Regions from separate parts of the Mus musculus genome. Here regions 1, 2, 3 and 4 are each linked to region 5. Evidence: chromatin contacts called from public Hi-C, HiChIP or PLAC-seq, Micro-C and promoter capture Hi-C data. All regions are on one chromosome and are shown on one strand. The core of a region is the stretch at or near the end of the contact, and the rest is flanking DNA. Distances in the headings are between cores, read along the strand shown. Region 1 holds the start of Nr5a2 (nuclear receptor subfamily 5, group A, member 2). Region 2 overlaps Kif21b (kinesin family member 21B). Region 3 overlaps Cacna1s (calcium channel, voltage-dependent, L type, alpha 1S subunit). Region 4 holds the start of Tmem9 (transmembrane protein 9). Region 5 holds the start of Kif14 (kinesin family member 14).

Region 1 (4,227 bases), core at 1,543-4,042, 490 kb after region 5:
CTGCCTGAGGCGGCCTGCAGTTTGCATCTCAAAACTACCCAAAGATAGGGAGGGCATCCAGCCACCTCAGAGGGCCTGTCCAGTGCAATGAAAAAGACTCCTTAAAAGGTCAAGAAACCCTGTCTCAAACAACAACAACAACAAAAAGGTCAACTCTCCTTCAGGAAAGGGCTCAGTCTCTTCAAGCCCTAGTCTGAAGGTGCCTGCCTCCCTGCCCTGGCTTTCACACAGCTCAGTCCTGCCAAGGTTCCGGAGTGATCCTAGGTAAACAGATGGGAATCTGGGTGCCTGTAGCCTCTTTCCAGTCACCGAGATGTGGGAACTACTCTCCAAATTATCTAGAGGGATATTAAACCAGGAGAAATAAATACGCCTAAATACTACATAGACACCCCCGCCCCCCGCCCCCGCCGCGATCCTATCTCTTCCTCACTCCCACCCTCTCTTCCTTCCTTTTTTCTCTCCACTCTCTTCTTACCCCTTTGGGAGAACTGAACAGTCATTTTGAGATCTAGCGATCTGAGGGGCTTAGGTAAGCCTTGGGTTTGAGTGTAAGCTGGTCCAGGGCAGATGAGGCTCCTTCAGTATGGTTCTGGGGAAGTATGGGCCCAGCAGCCCTTGGAGGCCAGTCAGTTCTAGCTCCATCCCGCCTCAGTTCCAGCAGAGCCTTTGAGAGACTACTGCAGTACAGTGGGTGAAAACAGCTCAGCTTGCTGTCTGGCCATCTTTTAATTCACCCCGGTGGGCTAGGGACCAGCTAGGGCACCACGTGTGTGGTCCCAGATTCCTGGTAGCCCTGTGCTGGTGCAAGCCCGGAGCACGCTTCTCGGGTGCACTCGCCTGTCTGGCCCGCATCTCCCCCCCACCCCCCCCCACCCCCCCCACCCCCCGCTACGTTCCCACACGAAGTGAAGCGCTCAGCGTTCAGTGGATGCAAAGCTCACAAAGCCCTGGTTTCCCTGCCCTTTGAAGAGTCTCTCTCTCTCTCTCTCTCTCTCTCTCTCTCTCTCTCTCTCTCTCTCTCTCTCTCTCTCTCTCCTCTCTCTGCACTCACTTCCCCGTGTTTTCTTTTTAGTTAAGTACAGAACGTTTTCTTTTTTTGGTGAACATTTCCTCAATTGATACTTCAGGGCGTAGCTGGACCATAAAAAAAGCAATCAGTGCCTTAGGTGGAGTCAGCAGGCTGCCCCCAGGGAAAGGGGCAAAGCCGGGGGCCCTGATTATCCCGTTTTAACTGAGACTGGGCTGGCAATCACTGATGGCGCAAGCATCCCTGGAGAAGGGTCGACCCTGGCTCCTATCCAGAGGAAGCAAAGGGGACACGCTCTCCAGCAGGGTCACAACCTACTGGAAATTGCTTCCCTTTGTCTTTAACTTTTAGGATGAACCGAATGTTACTGTATTTACTAAATTTATGGTAAAACTCCCACATTTATGGCTCTATATTGGTATAAATGTATGTGTGGGGATGTTTATCCTTTAAAATAATGAGTCAGGAATGGTAGCTCACACCTACAGTTCTGGTATTATGGAGAGAGACAAGGAGAAAGACGACAGAGCAGGTTCCTGGCCAGCCTAGGTTATATAATGAGACCCCTTGTCTCTCAGGAAAACCAAAACCAAACTCAATCCTCACTCATCCCCAAACAACAACAAGGAACCCCAAGATGCTTCACACGGTGGCCAGGTGTGTAGCCCAGAGATTGAGTGCTTGCCTAGAAAGTGCCCAAACTCTAGGTTCCACTTGTGGGGAGGGTATGTGGTTCTTTCTGTCTTTAAAAGCAAGTCACAGTAAGTCCCCCCACCCCCAAGAATCCTTTAATAATAGGCTGACTTTGTTTTTCTTGAATGACTTTCATTTGCCAACAAACAAACAAGCAAACAAACAAAAATCTCTATAGGATCACGGTGAATGAGACATCTCATGGTCCAGTTGAGATGTCACATTGCTGGTAAGTTCCCTGTTAGTTTTATTTGATCAGTGGTTGATCAATCTTATTTGCTTGTTTCAAAATGTTCAAAACTTTACTTGGCATGGTTGATTCAAAATGATCAAAAATTGTTAAGGCTGAAATAGATGATTAACAACTGGACTTTCTGCTGGGCAGTAACAGCACACACCTTTAATCCCAGCATGGTAGACAGAGGCAGAGGCAGAGGCAGGGGCAGGGGCAGGGGCAGGGGCAGGGGCAGGGGCAGGGGCAGGGGCAGGGGCAGGGGCAGGGGCAGGGGCAGGGGCAAGTGGATCTCTGAGTCTGAGGCTAGCCTGGTTTACAGAGTGAAGTTCCAGGACAGCCAGGGCTACACAGAAACCCTGTCTCAAAACCCTAAGCTTTTTGCTAAGTGGATCTAATACAATGGCATCCCCAAACACCGGATACAATAAATGATATTCATGTGTTGAATTACTCATTTGCTTCTTTCAACTTCAAGAAAAATAAATGTGTGATATATGTGTGGGCTTATTGTATGCTTTTAATAATTACTGCAGGCAAAGTAGTACATTAAAACACAAATCCACCATTAGTAGCACAAAACAGCCAGATGTTAAGAGAGTGGCTTCCTACTTACCAATAGCTGTAAGTCCATGCTTAAGAAATTCTTGAAAATCTCCAGTATCCAAACTAGCAGACATTCTTAGCGAAATTATTGGCAGTCCTTTGGCTTACAGCAGAAATCATTGAATGTGAGAAAGATTGCAGCTTGTCATATTTTGTGACTTTGGGAAGGAAACCTCAGACTACAGTAACCCTCATTTCCTTAGTGAAAGTTAAGAAAAAGGGGGAAAAAACAGAATTCAGAAAGGCTCCAGTCCGTGTTCTCCTGGACTCTGCACTTTTTCCAGCATGTATGACCTGCTGTAAACCATGTCTCCAGTTTCATGATGGTTTCTAATCAGAAGAAAGGAAGCTTTCAATAGGCTTCAACTGGTCACATGACCCTGTGCCGGTTGATAAGAGGACCCTGTTATAAAGTGACAGCAAAAGAGATAAGAACTCTTGGCAGATAATGGCAAAGAAATGATTAACTCAGAAAAGGAGGGGTTCTTCTGCAGCCCAGAGTGTGGAAAGTTGTAAAGCCAAGGGGTCAGGAGATCATACTTAGTGGATAAAAACTCCAAACCACCTCAAGTCCACTAACTAAACTGCAGCTTGTGACATGGCCCTTTGATGTCACTGCTTCTGGCATGGGGAAGGACAGACTCTGCTCTTCTGACCTCTGCAAATACATTTTAGATGATAACATTGGCGGACATTAATTCTTTAAATGATGACTGTAGATATGATTGACACTTTGAAACCCTACAGGAGCACTTGCAAGCTCGTGGGTATTTACTTACCATTTGACCAGTTGCCTTAAAAAAAACAACCCTGTATGTTTGTTAGAAGAGGCATTAGCTTGCTTGTATATTGGTCATTGGGCTAAAGCGGTCATTTCTTTACCTCCATAAAGTAAAATACCTTGAGATAAAATTTGAGCAAAATGATACATGTATAATGCATTTTTCATATATGATTCTGTATATATAAGTGTGTATGTATTTGTGGGGGCCCCCACCTGTGTGTAGGGGGGGTAGATTGTACACTATGTGATTATGCATAAGGAGTCCAGAATACAACCTTGGGTGTTGTTTCTTTTTCTGGTTGTTTTTGGTTTTGTTTGTGTTTGTTTGTTTTCCTTGAAACAAGGGTTTCTCTATATAGCCCTGGCAATCCTGGAACTCACTCTGTAGAGCTAGGCTTGAACTCAAAGATCCCCCTGCCTCTGCCTCCAGAGTGCTGAGATTAAAGGGATTTTAAAAGATCATAGGATGTCAATTCTTGTCAGTTATTTCTTTGTTGTTATTTCTCTGAGCAATCAAACAACAGTCTGACATGCCAGAAATCTCCCTATATATAGGCTAAAGGACACAGAACTCTGCAAAACAGCTTTTTTCTTAAAAATTATTTAGGTCTCTGAAGCATCACTCTTCATATAATACATCTTCTAGAAGCTAAAATGGAGTAACTCAGGTATAGTTGAATAATGGAGTGTACAAGTTTAGCATACATAAATCCCCAGGCTCAACTAGGTATGGTGACAAACTTTGTAACTCAACACTCACAGACTGAGGCAGGAGGATGGTGCACTGAAGGCAACCCTGGGCTGTGTAGCAATAATTTCCCCCACAAAAGCAAAGGGAGGAACTGGAGAGGTGGCACAGTGGTTGAGAGCTGGCTGCTCTTG
Region 2 (4,039 bases), core at 1,025-3,524, 290 kb before region 5:
TATGGGTATGGCTGGACACTTCGGTAGCCAGAAAGTAAAAGGGAACAAATAAATGGAGATGGGGTCGTGGGACTATGGCAGTGTCCTTCCCACAGTACTCCAGGCCTGCCCCAATTGATCATGCCCCTGTCTGAGCTCTGCCCCTCCTCGTCTGCAGATGTTCCAGCTGGGCGACTGTGTGACGGGCACCATTGGCCCAACCCACAACTTTGAGCCCCCTCACTATGATGGTATTGAATGCCTGGCTATCCAAGGAGACATACTCTTCAGTGGCTCCAGAGACAATGGCATCAAGAAGTGGGACCTGGACCAGCAGGAGCTCATCCAGGTTTGGGGAAGGGAAGGGAGGAGTGTGCCAGGGCAAGGCCACAGGCAGACCTTAGCAGAGCCCCTCCAAGACTGCCTGCTATCTACCCTCTTCCCTGCTACCTCCACGCCCCTCTCCCTGCAGCCTGCGGGGATTCCGCTGGGGCCCTCTATACCCTGCTATACCCTGCTCTTGACAAAGCCCTTGTGCCCAGTTCTTTGTGGGAGCACTTGACTTTAGCCTAGCTCTCCTGTGGGCTGAAGATTTCTCCAGCAGCACAGATTTAGAATGTGGGACCTGGGGAGAAGAACCCATCTGTGCTTTGGAATCCCCCCAGCCTGGCTCCTGGGAATGGTAGGGTCCATCTGCATGTTAGAGCTGTCCGGAGCCAGGCGGCATTCCTCCATGGCTAGCAGGAGGGGTGATGTGCTCCTGGGGCCCTGGGGCAGGCCCTCTCTCTTCCCTACACCTTATGAGCCCTGGTCCTTCCACAGCAAATCCCCAACGCTCACAAGGACTGGGTGTGCGCCCTGGCCTTTGTACCCGGCCGGCCCATGCTGCTGAGCGCCTGCCGGGCCGGCTTCATCAAGGTCTGGAATGTGGACAACTTCACACCCATTGGTGAGATCAAGGGCCACGACAGCCCCATCAATGCCATCTGCACCAACAGCAAGCACATCTTCACGGCCTCCAGGTAGGTGCTAGGCAGAGAGAGCCGCTTTGCTCCCCTCCTAGAGTGACCAAGTTGACAACTGGCTCAGGGCTCCGCAGCTGTCCCCACACACAGATCCCATCAAGCACTCCTCTTTATATTTAGTGCTCAACTTCACTGAGCACTAGGCACCCAATGTCCTGGGTGCTGCAAAGGCAGGGGATCAGGGAGCCACTGGGCCCCAGGCCAGGACTTGCCCCCCCGCAGCGATCCAAATGGCTCTCACCCCCCAAGGGCTACAGACTGCCCTGCACCACTCCCACACCTCTGCCCCTCCAGCTGTAGCTCTGGCTCCTGTGCAGGCAGTGCCAGGCCCTCTATCCCAGGGACACTACTCAGCCGGGTTTCTTCTTTTCTCTCCTTGTTCCCACCATGTCCCTTCTCTCCCCTCCCATCTCTTCCTACCTCTCTTCTCTGCCTCTACCTCCCACCCCCACCCCCCCTCAAATAGTGACTGCCGGGTAAAGCTGTGGAATTACGTCCCTGGACTCACCCCCTGCCTTCCTCGACGAGTCCTGGCCATAAAGGGCCGCGCCACCACCCTGCCCTGACCTTCCCCCTCCCCCTCTCACTCTTCCCATCTTGCCTTTTCCTGTCTTTCCCCCACCTCGATCTGAGCTGCTTCTTCACGGTATGAGCCTGTTTTACTCTTAACCTTCTTACTTCACGCCCTGCCTGGCCCTACAGATCACCCTCCCCGACCCTCTTGCTAGCATGAGCAGTGGGCCAGAACCCTAAGGTGGCAGAGAACAGGGGGAGGCATTCAGGCCTGGACACAACACAACAGGAAAGTCTGGGACACCAGTCTTGCAGGGTCTTGCAGAGCATGGCCTGGGCCCTCCCCTTACCCAGTACCCCTCCCCGTGAGGTCTTCACTGGTCCTAAGCAGCATCTGCCTTAGCCCAGCCATATGTGAGGGAGGTGGGAAATTTGCCCAACCTTTGCTTTGGGGTGGGGGTGGGGCAACCAGCAGGGTCCACACCCACAGCTGAGCAGCCTCCCTCTGTCCTCCCCAGTGACCTGACAGTGAAGTTCTGGAGCATACGGCGGCTACCAGCAGCCCACCCTTGAAGTTAGGACTAAAGGTGGCTAGACCGTCAGATCAGACCCAGCAGCCTACCCAGCACGGAAAGGAAGCTGTGGCCCGACCTTACCGGAACAGCCAAGTTCACCGGAGTACAGAGGGTGTGGCTCTTCTCTCGCTCTGCTTCCTCCACCACCCCTTCTGTCCCTCCCCTGCCTCCTAAGAAAGACGAGGTGGAGGAGGGACACAAGCTGTGAAGCCAAAGGGCACGATTCCCCAAGCTGCTGCTCCACCTGTTCCCAAGCCTTCCTCTCAACTGGCCACATTGTCTCCTGCTGAGCCAGCCCTGCCCCTCCCCCAGGCCCTCAGCCTCGGTTGAGACCGAGGGAGAAGCAGGGAGAAGCCCCCATCTATCTTCCAGTGAGCTAGCCTCCTCTGTGTCTCCTAGCCCCACCTCCGGAGCCGCTTCACCTGCCTCTGAGCCCACCAAGGTAGTTCTCAGGTAACCATGGAAACCAGATGTAAGCAGCTGAGTCCTGCCGCTCACCCACAGCCAATCCCAGTGGGGCCCCGGCCCAGTCTTTCCTTGAGGTTCTCTTCTGCTGGGGCCTCAGTGGAGCTGTTTAAACAGTTCCTTTGGGGGGAAGGTCAGCGGCACTGCAGTCATTTAATATATTGATTTTTATTTTTGTGTTCTGCTGTTTGCCTCCTGGAAACTGACTTGAAGTTTCTTCCCATTCTTCCCTCCCCTCCTGGCACGGAGGTGGGGTGGGGTGGGGTGGGGGTGGGGGCCTTCCCTCTGCTTGCTCTGCAGATGAGGGGATAGCCTTCTCTATCCTTTGCAGCTCTGACAATTGCCCCGGACCTGCCCATGCCGGCATACCTTCTAGGATAGACCAGGTCTCTAGGCCGCCTAATGCCGCAGTGCCTTTCTCCATCCTGAGGCCTGATATCATGCCGGGCAGCCTTATACTAGCCATGCCCGCAGCCCACTTGTGTCTTCTACTCCTGGGCCTGGTGCCCACAGCCCCTGAAGGTCAGAGCATTCACCCCAACGGCCCAGTACCAGGGAGCTTGGTGGACTGCCCACTAGGTAGGCTTTGAGTAGTAAGGGTACCAGGTCCTTTGCCTAACCCCCCAGCCAGTTATGTTTCCACCCCCAAGGGGCTAGGGAACATCTTCAGCTTCTTTTCCTTTAGTTGTTCCAGAAACAGCCTTAAAACCAGCCTGGGACAAAGGCCCTCCCTTTTCAATTAGCGTGAGGAGGCAGTGACTCCTTGCTTCTCCCCTTGGTGCTGTGGACTCAGCTGCTGGGATGAGGTGAAGTCAGTGTCTAGCGCCCCCTACTGGAACAACTCTGAATTTATAGAACTGGGCCATGAGAGGGGCCAGCTCCGTTCCTCCCCCGGCTTCCCCTGCCCTTAAACTGGTCCACACTTACTCTATTGCTTCACTGGTCTTATGCATCCTGGTCTCATTCCGGGATCCATGAGCCTCAGCCCCATTCAGAGGCCGTGGTGACTTGTGGAGAGCTAGCATAGCGCCACTGTACTTAGCTCTTCTCCCTCTAGGGCGAGTACGTTGGTGCCTGTCCATGAGGCCCTAGGATGGGAGAGTTAGGAACTGATAAGGTCAGACCCTCTCTGAACCTTCCCAGAGCTGTGTCTGAAGCTGAAACTAAGAAGATTGTCCCGCTTATTGGTGGCTCCAGCCAGACACGGTGTTAAGTCTGGGTAAGTGGATATTTAGAACGGAGCACCGGAAAAGCAGATCACCTGGAACCTGGACCGTCTGTCTGCAAAGACCAGAAATCCTCCTTCCCCTGCTCATCCTGGGAGTGTTAAGGAACATCCTTAGCACTCAGAAGTGACCACATCTTCTCCTTCACCCATCTCCACCTAAATGGAAAGCCCGGACCTTACACCCTGTAAGAAAACCCAGAACCCGTCTGCATGGCTGTTTACAAACTACAGAAACACGTGAGACTTTGTCCCGA
Region 3 (4,471 bases), core at 785-3,284, 350 kb before region 5:
GAGGGTCCTGGGAGGAAGAACACTATCGTCAGGTTGAGGAAGGCTCCAAATGGGAAGCTGAACGGAAGGGGTAATGGGTGGGGAAGGCTTGTTCACGCTATCGGCCTTTGTGCAGGCCTACAGCTCCCTTCTGTGTAGCCTAGCCTGGAGTTCCCTTTTACTGGGTTCCTGGAAGGACAATCCCTGCACAATTGACCCCTAGGTTGTGGAGTCCTTGGCAGGTGGTCATGCAGTCTCCCTGTGGGTCTGGGATCACTGTGTGACGGTAGCAGCCCCAAGATTTCTGGGGTTCAGTAACAGTGAGGGTACTCCCTTGCTTGCCAACACACATAGCCATACTGAGCAAGAGCTTGCTGGCAAGTCTACCCCTCAGCCTCCCCCAAACCATAAGGACAAAGTGCTGGGCAGGGAGAGCTGAGCCAGTTCTGTCTGGCCTGGAGTTGCTTAGGTTTCAACGTGTGTCTACCTTCTCAACTACCTGCTGTAGCTGCCCAAGCAAGACTCTGATGACTCCCCCCATCAGGGGTCGGCAGCCCCACTGACCTTGCCTTCCTTGGCCCACAGGACCTCACAGCAGATCTCATGTGGACAAACTGAAAAGACCGATGACCCAGAGAGGAATGCCTGAAGGCCAGGTGCCTCCTTCCCCGTGCCAGGTAACAGGGGCAAAAGCCTGGGAGGAAGCGCCATATAGACCCCACTTGGCCTGGCAGGGGAAGAGCCCTGTGGGTAGCAGCCCATTCATAACAGAAGGATCCTGTGTTCCTGCATCGTCCTCAGTCTGTGGGTTTTGGTGGAGACTCCCTTGGATGAGCTATGGGCTCCAGTGTGTCTGTTAGTTCTAGCATATCTGTTTGGGGGTGTCTTTGCTTTTCTGTGTTTGAGACAGCTCTCCCAGGCAGAGCATCCTGTGCAGAAAGAGGGAAAGGGCCCCACGTCACGGTTTCTGGAAACACCCAACAGCAGGAACTTTGAGGAGCACGTTCCCAGGAATTCGGCTCACAGGTGCACGGCTCCAGCTACTGCCATGCTGATCCAGGAGGTGAGGTGGGGCTGGAACAGAGCGGCATACTCAGGAGTGGCCTTGTAATAGTCTGTCGTTGGAGGAAGAGTAGGACCAATGGGGGTGGGGTGCAGAAGACAATTTGCCTGGAAGACCCACCCAACATCCTCCTCCCACTGCAGGCTCTGGTTCGAGGAGGACTAGACTCCTTAGCAGCAGATGCTAACTTCGTCATGGCAACAGGCCAGGCCCTGGCAGATGCCTGCCAGATGGAACCAGAGGAAGTCGAGGTGGCAGCAACAGAGCTACTGAAGCAAGAATCCCCAGAGGGCGGGGCCGTGCCCTGGGAGCCTTGAGCCTCAGGTCCTCCCCTGGGCCGCCTGAATCTGCGTTGGGGCTCCCAAACGACCCTTATTACTCCCAGATGTGAGGCCTATACAGAATGACACAAGCTTAGAAATACCATGACCAAAAGCCAGAAAGTGCTGGAGTGGAGAAGTAGGTTAGCCCAGCTTAGCAGCCTCCCCTGGCCCCTCAGTAGCCAGCTGTATGGACTGAGTAGCGGTGGTCGGGAACCACCTCAACCAGGCAGGAGGCCATGGGTGGGCAGGGCCGGCCCTTCTCCTCATCAGCAAGAAGCAGGATTCGGCAGGGCTTGTGTGGCCATTCACAAAGGCCTGATCGGTGCCAGGGTCTGTCTGTCATAAAGCCACTCTATCTAGCTGGACATTAAAGTCTCCAGGCCTGACTTTGGCACCTGGCTTCTGCTTGCCTGTTTTATTTTATTGTTTTAGAACATCTGGAACTCCCTCTACCCCCTTTCTCAGAGAACCTGGGCCTTGCAGAAGAGTACCAGGCCATCTTCACTTTCCCTCTGATGGCATTAGAAGAAATGCCACACCCTGGTTACACCAGAGCCAACCTGTTTCGAAGCTGTAACCCTGTGACTTTGGCCAGAGTCCACCGCCAACGCCAACTAGAATCTCAGTGGCAGTAGTTTATGGCTATGTGTTCCCATGGCTCCTCTTCCATACCACCTAACAATGACTAACAGCTGCTGTCTCTAACCAAGGGCCTCAGGAGCACCTCTTGTACTCACAAAGCCCTTCCACACAAAAGCCACTCACTTCTCACCACAGTCACGTTCAAGATGAGGAAACAGGGGTGTGGGGAGATGACAAGATATACCTGTAATGTATCGCTAATGCGAGGCAAAACTGGGTCTGCCTTGCCCTGCCCTCTCCCCTTCACAAGGCACTCTTTCCTTCTGCCTATTCCTCCATTAATCGTGGGCCAAGTGCCTGCTCCATGGCTGTTGCTGTGGTAACAAGGCTGCCCTGCTGTCAGCCTCCTGGCAAAGTCCACAATGGGCTTCTGAACTTCTGGGTCCTGCCCCAGGATGTGCATAGCACAGGGCAGAGGTGACACTTGGTGACCTGTACATAGGGTCCTAGACCCAGCTAGGCCCCAAAGCTTCCTGGTGCCCTGTCAGTGAAGCAGTTACACACACACACACACACACACACACTCACACACACATACACACACATTCACACACTCACACATGCACACACCCACACACATGCACACACATACACACACACTCACACACATGCACACACACTCACACACACATGCACACACATACACATGCACTCACACAACACACACTCACACACATGCACACACAAATACACACACACATGCACAGTACACACACACACACACACACCACATGTTCTTTTCCCATGCCCTGTCAGTGAAACAGTTTCAACTCCTCCCGTTTCCACAAACCTCAGCACCAGCAGCTTGCCTTATCCACCTCACTGATAAACAGAAGTCACTGGAAGGTCCTTCCTCTCAGTTCTTCTAATCACACTGACCTATCTCCCCTCTCCTTCCTTTTTGACCTACTGAAAGCTGAGTCTTTGCTCCAGACATTCTCCACACCAGCCCTTCCACCCTCTCCCTATCTCTGCACTGGGTCCTGGTTGTGTCATCTTCCAAGTGTGGCTCAGCATTACTAGACACCGCGCTCACATAGGTGAGGCTCCTGCTCACCTCTGAGCTCTAGTGTGCCTCTCTAGAACCTTCCTGAGCTCTACCTGACCGACCTCTAGCCATCCTTCAAACCTCTTTTGCTGTCATTCCCCAGGACTTGACCAAGCTGTTTAGAACCTGACTCCCAGGCCACGCCCCAGGCCACGCCCCAGACCACACCCCAAACACAGACATCCCCAAACATCTTTCCCATCCAGAAGGCATAGCAGCACTGCTGTGAATGCAGTTTACCCCTGCCAGAGGCTAAGTTCCCTGAAAGCTGGAGCTGTCCCCGCCTTGTTCTCAGCTGCCTGTGTAGGGCCTAAGCTGCCCCTCTAGGGCCTAGCACTCTGGTGGCCCAGACACTGCTTGTTAAACAGGTGTTACAACCAGCTAAGAAGCATAAACACCTCCTGCTCTGTGTCACCAGCTCAGCAGACACTTCAGCCACGTTGGCTAGGAACAGGTGAGAGGAAACATCTCCACCTTGTCAGCCATGGTGGCTCACCCCTTTAGTCCAGCACTCCAAAGGCAGGGGATGGGGTTCTCTCTGAGTTCAAGTCCAGCAGAGACTGAGTTTCAGACCATCCAGGGCTATATAATGAGGATTTTTGTCTCAAACAAAACAAAAACAAAAACAACCCCTCTGTCTCCAAAGGTACCAGGTGGGACTCCACACTGTGGCCTCCAGTGTCCCCCTTTCACCTGACTCATGGCTAGTGAGGTAATAGCTACCTACATAAAAAAATTTCCTTTGCTATAAAATACTATCAAAGGGTGTTAGACTTTGATGAAGGAGCCAAGTGTCTTGTATGGCATTTAGCATGTACAGAACGAAAACTATATAACAAAATCTTGTTTCAATGGTTTCCGTTACATATTAATGTATTTAGCCTTCTTAGCAGTTAAAAAGAGAGACAGTTCTCTTTATTTTGCAACTGTGACACCGAGATCTCTGACCTAAGTCTGTGCAGCTACCAAGAGGCCCAGAAGGGAGCTAAACCTAGGCCTTTTGGCACTGCATTCCATGTTCTTAACGGATACACTATTTGTCAGGTCTACACTACCCTCCTATCCTGACTGACAGCTACAGGTGTACACAGGCCCGGAGAAACTAAGTCTTCGTCCCTTTGAAAAGTTCAAGCAATTTCCTATCGAGATATACAATGTTCTAATTCATCGTGTGCAAATCCCGTCCTCTACCGGGCTTCACCTCACCTGATGAGTGGTTTCCATCAGAGGAAAGGATGACGGAGGAACGGTGCTGAGTGAGCAGGTTTCAGCTAAAACAGACGTCCCCTTAGGAGGACCACCTAACAGAGTCCATGTACCATAGGGACAGGGGGCCCTTCTGTCACTGGGAGGCACCAACGTTCTTGACAGTTCCGTGCAGATTTGGTACCCAGCTGCTGAGTGGGGACTGTGCCA
Region 4 (4,549 bases), core at 1,793-4,292, 450 kb before region 5:
CACATCTGCAAAGTCATTTTGCTAGATAAGATAACCTAGTCACAGGATGAGGCAGTAGCACTTGGACCTTTCTGATAGTGGTTCGCATATTCTTATCACATTCTGCCAGCTCAGGGAGCCTCTTGCTGCCCTCAAAATTTCTCTACCACTCTGAGCTCCTCTGGCTCCTGGTCCAAGTTTCCTACTAACTTTTACAATTTTGTGCCCAGCAAAACTCTTGCTATCTTAAATTGTAATGGCTCGTTGACCATTGTGATGTTTTGTACATGCTTGACCCAGGCAGTGGCACTATTAGGAGGTGTGGCTCTGTAGGAGTAGGTGTGTCACTATGGGCATGGGCTTAAGATCCTCACCCTAGATGCCTGGAAGTCAGTCTTTCACCAGCAGCCTTCAGGTGAAGACAGAACTCTCAGCTCATGCCTGCCTGGACACATGGAGGTCTGAGGCAAAGTTCTTCAGAAGGCAGTATATATGTTTTGAATCAATGTCTGATATATGGTACAGTTTTTCTCAGAGCCAAGATTCATAGGTCCAGGAAATAAGGGGTGGAAAAGGGAATAGTTCCACTCACTATCACTCCTAGTGACCCTCTAGGAAAAATTTTGCTTCCTGTCCCCACAACTCTAGTTTCTGCTGGCCTAGAAGTTTTGGTTCCAGAGAGGGGAGTGCTCCTACTAGGAACCACAACAAACATTCCATTGAACTGGAAGCTCAGACTTCCCCCTGGTCATTTTGGGCTTCTATTGCCCTTAAACCAACAGGCTAAGAGAGGAATAGCAGTGTTAGGAGGGGTGATAGATCCAGATTACCATGGGGAAATTGGATTACCTCTCTACAATGGAGGTAGGCAGGATTATGTCTGGAGTGTAGGAGATATCTTAGGGCGTCTCTTAGTACTACCATGTCCTGATTAAAGTCAATGGGAAACTATAACAGCCTAATCCAAGCGGGATGACAAAGGATGCAGACCCATCAGGAATGAAGGTATGAGCCACTCCTCCAGGAAAAGAGCCAAGACCTGCTGAGGTGCTTGCTGAGGGTGGAGGAAATACAGCATGGGTAGCAGAGGAAGGTAGTTATAAATTCCAGCTAAGACCATGTGACCAATTGCAGAAATGAGGATCATAAAGTAACATGAATGTTTCTGTATATTTTGTTAAGAACACATTGTCTTTCTTCAAATTTCTTTAACATCAATTGGTATTTAAACTGAGATACTAAAAGAATGCTCCCAAGGGACATTGCCCCATTGTAAATTTACAAATGTGTTTGTGATTATACGAGAAATAGTTACATCATGGTAGGCATATTCATGACCTTGTTATTGTTTCATGTGGACATGAGATATTATTTGTGTCAAGTTGACAAGGGGTAATTGTAGTGACTATTCCTGGTTGTCAACTTGACTATATCTGGAATGAACTACAGTCCAGAATTGGAAGGGTCACCTGTGATCCTGATCTTGAGGCTTGGAGACACAAGTTTCTGACCTGGATCTTGGCATGGAGATCTTGAGGCATAGTGGCTATGAATCCCAGGAGACAAAGGCAGGGAGATCTCTGAGTTCAAGGTCATCTGGGACAAAACAAGTCCCAGATCCAGGTGTGGTGGTACACACCTTTATGTGGGCCACACACCTTCTCCTGGAGACTTACATAAGAACATTGGAAGAAGGAAGATTCTCTCTTCTTCTGCTTGCCTTGTGGAACTGAGAAACTGCTAGATCCTTGGGCTTCCATTCACAACTGCTGCTGACCACTGTTGGGCAGTTGGACTACAGACTGTAAGTCATCAACAAATTTGCTTAGTATATAGAGACTACCCATAAGTTCTGTGACTCTAGAGAACCCTGACTAAAACAACCATTGTTTTTTGGTTTTTGTTTTTGTAATAAATATCAAGTTATACAAGAGCAGAGATGGGGCTGAAGAGATGGCTTAGTGGTTACGTGTACTGACTGCTCTTCCAAAGGTCCTGAGTTCAATTCTCAGCAACCATATGGTGGATCACAACCATCTGCAATGTGATCTGACACCCTCTTCTGGTGTGTCTGAAGACAACTACAGTGTACTCATATACATAAAATATAAATAAATCTTAAAAACAACAACAAAAAAAGAGAACAGAGACAAGGCTAGCCTCCCCCTCCCCCAGGCAGCTTCAGTGTCTTATATAGTACCCACCACAAATAGTGCTCAGATAATATGTCTAAGGAGGAAAACTCTTTTGTGACACATGACTTTCTATACTAAATTTCATTCTGGCCATATGACTATTCTTCTTTCCAGGAGCCCCAACCCATCAAAGCTGTAGGGACCCTTAGCTAAGGAAACTGGTACCCAGAGAGGGAATGCATGTTTTCTAGGGTAACACAGGAGCTTAGTTCGATGCACTTGAGGCCAAAGCTCAAGTGTCCTCACTGCAGTGGCCCCTGGACTCAGGTGACTCCAGTTTCCTTCACTGCTGCTAAGAAGTTCACATCTGTCCCTCTGCAGCCTGTAACCTCCTCCTAGTCCCAGACTGGCCTAGTACACCTTGTTTCAATTTGCCAGGCCTTCAGAACCAGTGCAGGCTAAGGAGGCACAGCTCCCTCCAGCCCACGCCTATTACTAATCCTGTCTTGCCCTCTTTGGCATATGTCTTTGTGTGTAGGAATAGAGCCTGGGCCCTTGAGTTCCTTGTTAAAAAACAAAACAAAACAAAACAAAAATGTGTCTCTATAATAATATTTTCAGACTATGAATAAGCACAATGGTCCTTGATCTTGTTCTAAAATCATTACTAGTTTCATTTCTAAAATGCTTTCTCTGAAACAGTAAGATAGTATAAGGCGAGGACAAACAAAGCACTCTAGGAGGAGTTGAACGGACCCACAGGGCTAGAGCTTCAGTTTTCAGTAGGAAAGGCAGACATTCCCTTTTCTTGCTAAATCCTGGTAGAGAAATGCGTGCCTCTCCCTAGATTGTAAGCCTCCGGGACCAAGAGAAGGTGGGTCTTGTTGTCTTGGCAACTAGCGAGGTTGGGCTGAGCGGCGACTGTAGCAGCCAATAGATGCTGAAGGGGTGGAGCCTGCTGATCAGTGGCGGCTGCGGCTGAGCTTGCAGGTTGGTAGACTCGGCATTGGGGGAGGGGTACGGGGGTCGCAGGGACACTGGGGGTTCACAGCCACCCCAAATCCTTAGGCAGGGTGTGCAGTACTCTTGGCGGTCGGAATCGGGGCTTCTGGTTGGGCCTGAGCGGCGCCACCAGGGCGGTGGAGGCAGAGATGGCGGAGGGCGGTGGGAGGAGAGGTGAGGGTCGGAACGCGGCCTGGTGACAGGATCTGGGGGCTCCGGGCGGCTGTAACCTCAGAAAACTCCCTCTGCTAGTGCACAGATAGCTTTTGAGAGCTGGGCTTGGTGAGGAGAGGGAAAGGTTTAGAAGGCCAGGAATCCTGGAACTCAGCCCTCTTCCCTCGTCTGGCAAAGCTGAAAAGGGGCCGAGGGTGCTGCCTCTGTTGTGACCACTATCCCTTTTTCCGACTCCATGTTTCTTTTTATCCCCCCAGGCATCTAGTCTTGCTGGCTCAGCAAGCCCGATAAGCATGAAGCTGCTGTGTTTGGTGGCTGTGGTGGGGTGCTTGCTGGTGCCCCCAGCTCAAGCCAACAAGGTGAGGGAAGTGGGCCAGCGGCACCTTGTTCCTGGGCTGCCGCCGAGGTAGCCGAAACGCCACCCTGACCCCTCCCCCACCCGAGAACCCTACTTGGGGGCGGGGACCTTACCTGGGACAAGCTGCTGGCCTTCCTAAGGGTGTAGGGAGCACGGGGTTCAGAGCCTACCGCACAGGGTCCGGACCAAACTAGCCCTAGGTAGACTTCTCCGCAAGCAAGAAAGTTTAAGAAAAGTTACCCAAGTTCTCTGTATCTTCCTTTGCCCCAAGTAAAAACAGCTGTGGTCGAATCTCCTGCTCAATTTGATAGTCAAATCATGTAATGTTGTAAAATGCTCTGAGTGTAAAGGCATGCACAGATGGGAGCTTTTTGGCTTCAAAGCTAACCCAGCTGCACTGTGGACTCCAGAGGCTGCTCTCATTCCTTCCGGGTGGGAGACCCGCAGCTAGGTTTAGATGATGTACGCGGCTCTAGGCTGTCCGCTTTCGATTCTGACTCTCCCTGAGACACTGAAATAACATTGAGTATTAGGGCTTGCGTGCTTCTTTGCTCTTCAAGGAATTCCTGACGGGAGTCTTCCCGTGATAATGTCCCAGTTTTCTTTATTCATCCCTTTCCCCTTTCTAACCTAAGGAGTTAAGACAGAATTGAAGGGGAATCTGGCCACCTAGCTCACCAGACACAATTGTAGGCCCCAGGGTTGAAAAAGCCTGTCACTTTGCTTGCTATATACACTGCAGCCCCAACTCTTCCCTCCTCCCTCCCCCCATCCCCCCCCCCCCCTTTCCCCCAGCACGTCACTTCATGGATGGCAGGCAGCCTTGGGTAACTTCTGTGAGTTTGTTTTTGATACCAGAGAGGTTTCTATCTTGAGGACCAAGTGGAAGAACACTCTTCCT
Region 5 (4,484 bases), core at 561-3,060:
CTTGAGTATGAAATACCAGAGTGTTATTATAATTAACGTGGGGGCACATGGTCATTCCCTACAGATCGTCGTGTAAAGGATCGGATAGATGAGGCACTGTCGCTTCTCCTGAAAACCCTTCAGGTGAGTGCCCGCCCCTTTGGTGGTACCGCCCAGCTCCAAGCTCTGAGCTCCAATTCCGCCCAGAGGAGGGGCGGGCCGTCACCTAGGAGATAGGGCGGGGTGTGTCTCGCGGTAGAAGCTGCACTTCCGGGGATGGGGAGGAGTGAAGGCGCGGCGCTTGACGCTACGCCCAGCGACCAATCAGGAAGCGAGGCGCGCATTCAAATTGCCGCAGCCACGGGAGCCTGTGCCGGGAATGGTGAGTGTCGAGGTCTTAGGAGTGGGAAGCGCCTCCGAGCTGAGAGCGCTGAGGTTGCTCGCCCAGCGAGCCGGTGGGCTGAGAGCGTTGCGGTGTTTGCCCAGCAGGCCGGGGTGCTTGGGTGGGTGGTGCGGCTCGGTCCCCTTTAGTCCGAGGGTCCCGGGCAAGGGGCGCGGGGCGTCGCTCTGTCCACCCGGAAGCCGAGAACAGCGCCGCGGAGCGTGGAGCGGCGAACTGGAGGGGTCCAGGTACACTGTCACAGCCTGGCAAGACTGCCAGAGTCGCCAGGAGCCTCGGCCTGTGGTCGTGACCGACTTCTCTTGTCTTCCTTCCAGTCCTCTTGGAGATCTGATGGCCGAAATTCTGCAAACAAAAATCATGTTGATCTATGCAAAGAGCAAATGGCTTTTAGTTTCTAAGACAAAGATATATTGTCCCTAATTTCACCTCATATTGGGAGGGTTCTGTATTTTCACTGAAAGTTTAGCGGGAGATGCTTATACTCGAACTCTTTCTTTCTTCCTACAATGTCTCTTTGTCAAACTTTTAAAAATGAGCTTCTGGTAATTTGTTCCTTGATTGTAACAATGTCCAAATAGTTTGAATCAGTGACATTTTGTAAGGTAGACTCAGGAATTCAATTTTAAAGAGTTGTTTACGTCCATTTAAGGAGCATGACGAAGAGTGGCATTTGCACTGTTCTGTTTTAGATAATGCCTGGCAGATATTGTTGGCCTATATTTACCTATATGTGTGTAAACGCATGCCTGTCTAGTTTGTTGTATAATGAAGAAGTGACAGATAGTGTAGTTGTCTAACTTGAGGGGGTGTGGGCATCGGTGACAGTGTCAGGCTGGCCTTGAAAGTTCCAGTCTCTCACCTCGGCCTCTCTAAGGCTGGGATCACAGGCACGGACCATCACACCTGGCTACACACGCAGTTTGTAGTGTATAATGTCTGTGGTACTTTCTTAAGAGTAGCCTCCTTTGTGACATCGTGTTAAACTCCTCTGTAGGCATTCTTGTATTTAGGATACATTGACAAGTGTTCAGAAACCTACTTTGCTGCAGACTAATCAGACTAGATGCTATGATTCCAAGCTGGGGGCACTTAAAGTATGCTGACATACAGGTGTTGACCTTTCTTGAATCACTTTGTTGAGATTAAGGTCACCTGTAAGCTCCTTCTAAGCTGAGGAAATAAGGATGGGGAGGTCCTGTCTTTGAAGTCTGCAGTGTCTGTGGGTGCCTTGCTCCTAAGGGAACCCTCAGTAGATATTTGTTGAATAACAAGTGAAGTCCTTCGAGGGTGGAGATTGTAGGAGGCTGTGTGGAGGTGCAGTGGGAAGTGGTTTAGTCCAATGCATCCTCTGAGAGTTTGCTTCTGTAGTAGGAAGATCTCTCTCTTTTTAAAGTTTGTAGTAACCGTTTTATTTTTCATTTTTTGTAGTCGGCCAGATATTTTGTTGGAAACTGAAAAGAACAAAATGCCCAGCACCCCGACAAGGATCTGAAGGGCTTAGATCCTTCACATCCTCTTAAAAATCGCTTGCTGCCAAGATGTCAGTACACACTTCGCATAGCAGACACAACATCGGAAGCCTGGAGGTTTCTTCTTCACAGAAGATTTCAGCATCCAGTGGCCTCGTCCACAGCAGCCGGCTGGAACTGCACTTGAAGGCAGATATGTCAGAGTGTGAGAATCATGATCCATTCGTGAATGCTGGAAGTAAAACCATCGACATAAATAGCACTTATGTTATCTCTGCCTGTAAAAAAACAAGAGAGACTCCTGTTACCTCTGACCCCCGGAGACTGAGCCTCCAGAGAAGGGCTACTTGTGGGGACAGAGAGTCGTCTTTACTTGGAAGTGAGTTGGGAAACAGAAGAACAGCAGACACAAGTCTTAGGTTACAACGGCGGCACGGTAGAGCGGATTATGTGGGAAAGTGGGAGACATTGAATCCTGTGGGAGGTAACCCAGGAAGTGACTCTGCCTCCCAGGCATCGAGGACAGAAGCAAAGGGTGTAAATAATGATACCCGTGTCCTGTCGTCTGTCGTCTCCGTGAAAGACTCCAACGACACCGGGTTGACGAGATGCAAAGACCCAGGTCCTCCCGTTGGTGCCTCTAATGAAAAGGTGACAGTTAAGGACACAAACAGTAGAGCGCCTGTGGGTTCCCAGCGTCAGACTGAAGCTATGAGATCAGGACACTTAGTGGTGCAACTGACCGAGAGCAAGTCTGATACCCCAGTGTCAGGAGGAAGAAACTCACACCGTGGGAATGCTGGCAAGGACACTGCTAAACAAGTCGGTACATTTGGAAGCTCAGATACAAGAACCCCAGTGAAATGTGTTTTAGAACACAGATGGACACCAAGGCATGACCCGCCTCCACCGAAAAGCCCAGCTTTATCCACACCGAAAAACAATGGGAAGGACATCCCGAAACATGGCAGTACATTCAGAAGCGCGAGCTCAGAATCGAGGACCCCGGTAAAATGTGTCCCAGAACACAGATGGACACCAAGGCATGACCTGCCTCCACCGAAAAGCCCAGCTTTATCCACACTGAAAAACAGGATTGCAAGCCCTCGAGTTAAACCGAGGCCCAAAAGTTCTCTTTTTGCAAATAAAAGGGAAAGCTCACGAGAAAGCACACTCCCTCCAGAAGAAAACAGTCTAGTTCAGAAGACCTTTACAGAGCCAGACTCCTTAAAAGTAGAGAACAGTCAGGTGACCGTGGCGGTGCGCGTGAGGCCTTTCAGCAAAAGGTACGTCCGGCGTGTTAGCTCTCAGGCCGAGAATTCCATGTCATTATGTGTCTGTAAGACTCTGCTTCTAGAAAGCCAGTGTCTTTAAAGTCATTGGCATTTTCTCTTGGTACGGGGAATTGAACCCAAGACCCCATGTAGGTAGATATAATTGAGCCACATCTTCAGCCCACCAGTGTTTAGGCTTTGATTGTAGTTATACTGGTTATTTTTATAATAGAATACAAAATTAAAATCTATATTTTATACCCATATATAGGCATACACACACAAACACATACCTCTTTTAGAAACCGAGCCAGGCAGGATTGTGCACACTTTTAATCCCAGCATTTGGGAGGAGGAGGCAGGTGGATCTTTGGATTTGAAGCCAGGCTGGTTTGCGAAACAAGTTCCAAGCCAGCCAAAGCTACAGAGTGAGGCCTGGACCTAATGTGGCCAGGGGCAGGGGGAGGTGCCCTGAGTGAGTCATTTCATTCTCTCATGCAATCGCCTCTCAAATCTTTGATTTGTAGTGCTTGGGAATGTCTTCTTTCCTTTCAAAGAGCCACACAAGCTCATAGCTTCCCCAGAGAATGTTCTAGAATGGCATTCATCAACCGTATCACCTGCATTTGGTACATAGTGCTCATAAATGCAGAGGCTTAGCACACTTGATTTTGAAGGCATAGAATATTTCTTTAAAGGTGATTGCAGTTGGCGAGTCACAGATTATTGATAAGACTTTTAAAAAGTCAGCTGGGTGTGGAGGCCAGGCCTTTGGTCCCAGAGCTCACAGGCAGATCCCTAAATTCAAGGCCAGCCTGGTCTACAGAGTTAGTTCCAGGAAAGCCAGGGCTACACAGAGAAACCCTGTCTTTAAAAAAAAAAAAAAAGTAAAAATACTTATAAATGAGTGTATGCGTGTGCAATAAAATTGCTTGTAAGAATTTTTTTTTCTTTCTTTTTTTGAGACAGGGTTTCTCTGTGTAGCCCTAGCTGTCCTGGAACTCACTCTGTAGACCAGGCTGGCCTCGAACTCAGAAATCCGCCTGCCTCTGCCTCCCTCCCAAGTGCTGGGAGCAAAGGCGTGCGCCACCACTGCCAGGCACTTGTAAGTATTTAGTTGTTAGTATGTGGGAAACTTAGTGGATTTGGTGAGCACTATTTCAGCAAAGGAACTTAAAAGAGTTTGAACTGAAAGAGTAGTTCGAGGTAAGTTAATAAGTTATATAAAGGTTTTTGTTTTGTTTTGTTTTAAAGCAAATATGTGGTGGTGATAAGGGAGAGAGATGCTGGTGAGTTGTCCTAAGAAAGTCAAACTAACAAAAGCGTCACATCCATGAAAGGGGGAGAGGTGGTAGAGAG

What was found. Promoter capture Hi-C pulls out the DNA fragments that hold promoters and counts their contacts. Hi-C and Micro-C count contacts between places; a contact is called where the count stands out from the background. HiChIP or PLAC-seq counts read pairs in DNA pulled down with a chosen protein or histone mark.
Region 1: an H3K27ac HiChIP or PLAC-seq map of embryonic stem cells shows a contact between it and region 5, with 5 read pairs. The contact joins the promoter of Nr5a2 here to the promoter of Kif14 in region 5. A contact is called at or near these places in 2 of 39 promoter capture datasets (hippocampal neurons and liver), 2 of 484 Hi-C or Micro-C datasets (both in embryonic stem cells), 2 of 115 datasets of contacts at active chromatin or transcription factors (both in embryonic stem cells) and 1 of 9 other capture datasets (liver).
Region 2: a Micro-C map of embryonic stem cells shows a contact between it and region 5, with 2.3 times the contacts expected there. The contact joins the enhancer-like site here to the promoter of Kif14 in region 5. A contact is called at or near these places in 18 of 39 promoter capture datasets (the 3T3-L1 cell line, 3T3-L1-derived adipocytes, the C10 cell line and 12 more), 7 of 15 datasets of contacts at CTCF or cohesin (the NIH/3T3 cell line, embryonic stem cells, large pre-B cells and 2 more), 177 of 484 Hi-C or Micro-C datasets (the 63-12 cell line, the AML12 cell line, the AtT-20 cell line and 96 more), 38 of 115 datasets of contacts at active chromatin or transcription factors (the HPC-7 cell line, the NIH/3T3 cell line, the SCID.adh cell line and 24 more) and 5 of 9 other capture datasets (adipose tissue, embryonic stem cells, embryonic tail and 2 more).
Region 3: a Hi-C map of CD8 T cells shows a contact between it and region 5, with 2.5 times the contacts expected there. The contact joins the enhancer-like site here to the promoter of Kif14 in region 5. A contact is called at or near these places in 6 of 39 promoter capture datasets (3T3-L1-derived adipocytes, embryonic stem cells, liver and 2 more), 1 of 15 datasets of contacts at CTCF or cohesin (large pre-B cells), 48 of 484 Hi-C or Micro-C datasets (the AML12 cell line, B cells, CD4 T cells and 27 more), 19 of 115 datasets of contacts at active chromatin or transcription factors (the 230-238 cell line, the SCID.adh cell line, bone marrow-derived macrophages and 11 more) and 4 of 9 other capture datasets (adipose tissue, embryonic stem cells, liver and 1 more).
Region 4: a promoter capture Hi-C map of pre-B cells shows a contact between it and region 5, with 5 times the contacts expected there. The contact joins the promoter of Tmem9 here to the promoter of Kif14 in region 5. A contact is called at or near these places in 6 of 39 promoter capture datasets (3T3-L1-derived adipocytes, frontonasal cranial neural crest, hippocampal neurons and 3 more), 2 of 484 Hi-C or Micro-C datasets (CD8 T cells and embryonic stem cells), 15 of 115 datasets of contacts at active chromatin or transcription factors (the 230-238 cell line, the NIH/3T3 cell line, the SCID.adh cell line and 9 more) and 3 of 9 other capture datasets (embryonic stem cells, liver and pancreatic islet).

What each region holds. Positions count from the first base shown.
Region 1 is chr1:136,957,656-136,961,882 of GRCm38.p6, forward strand. It overlaps Nr5a2 (nuclear receptor subfamily 5, group A, member 2), which reads right to left and starts at 2,793. Exons shown (of 9, transcript NM_030676.3): 1 at 2,572-2,793. The coding sequence starts at 2,635.
Region 2 is chr1:136,172,002-136,176,040 of GRCm38.p6, forward strand. Kif21b (kinesin family member 21B) reads left to right here. Exons shown (of 35, transcript NM_001039472.2): 33 at 158-328; 34 at 802-1,001; 35 at 2,036-4,039. The coding sequence ends at 2,090. Among named protein-coding and RNA genes, the nearest start is that of Mroh3, 39 kb to the right of the region's middle. Within about 2 kb of position 2,275, at least 91 of the 459 cell types and tissues checked have an H3K27ac peak or open chromatin away from gene starts, as enhancers often do. A contact at or near this core is called in B cells, the G1E-ER4 cell line, Th1 cells and 15 more, where this site is marked.
Region 3 is chr1:136,117,772-136,122,242 of GRCm38.p6, forward strand. It overlaps Cacna1s (calcium channel, voltage-dependent, L type, alpha 1S subunit), which reads left to right. Exons shown (of 44, transcript NM_001081023.2): 42 at 565-671; 43 at 899-1,042; 44 at 1,186-2,051. The coding sequence ends at 1,359. Among named protein-coding and RNA genes, the nearest start is that of Gm15850, 11 kb to the right of the region's middle. Within about 2 kb of position 2,035, at least 85 of the 459 cell types and tissues checked have an H3K27ac peak or open chromatin away from gene starts, as enhancers often do. A contact at or near this core is called in B cells, CD8 T cells, the CH12 cell line and 12 more, where this site is marked.
Region 4 is chr1:136,014,959-136,019,507 of GRCm38.p6, forward strand. Tmem9 (transmembrane protein 9) reads left to right here and starts at 3,043. Exons shown (of 6, transcript NM_025439.3): 1 at 3,043-3,104; 2 at 3,548-3,649. The coding sequence starts at 3,584. It also overlaps a transcript of Igfn1 not described here.
Region 5 is chr1:136,466,038-136,470,521 of GRCm38.p6, forward strand. It overlaps Kif14 (kinesin family member 14), which reads left to right and starts at 1,811. Exons shown (of 29, transcript NM_001287179.2): 1 at 1,811-3,137. The coding sequence starts at 1,921.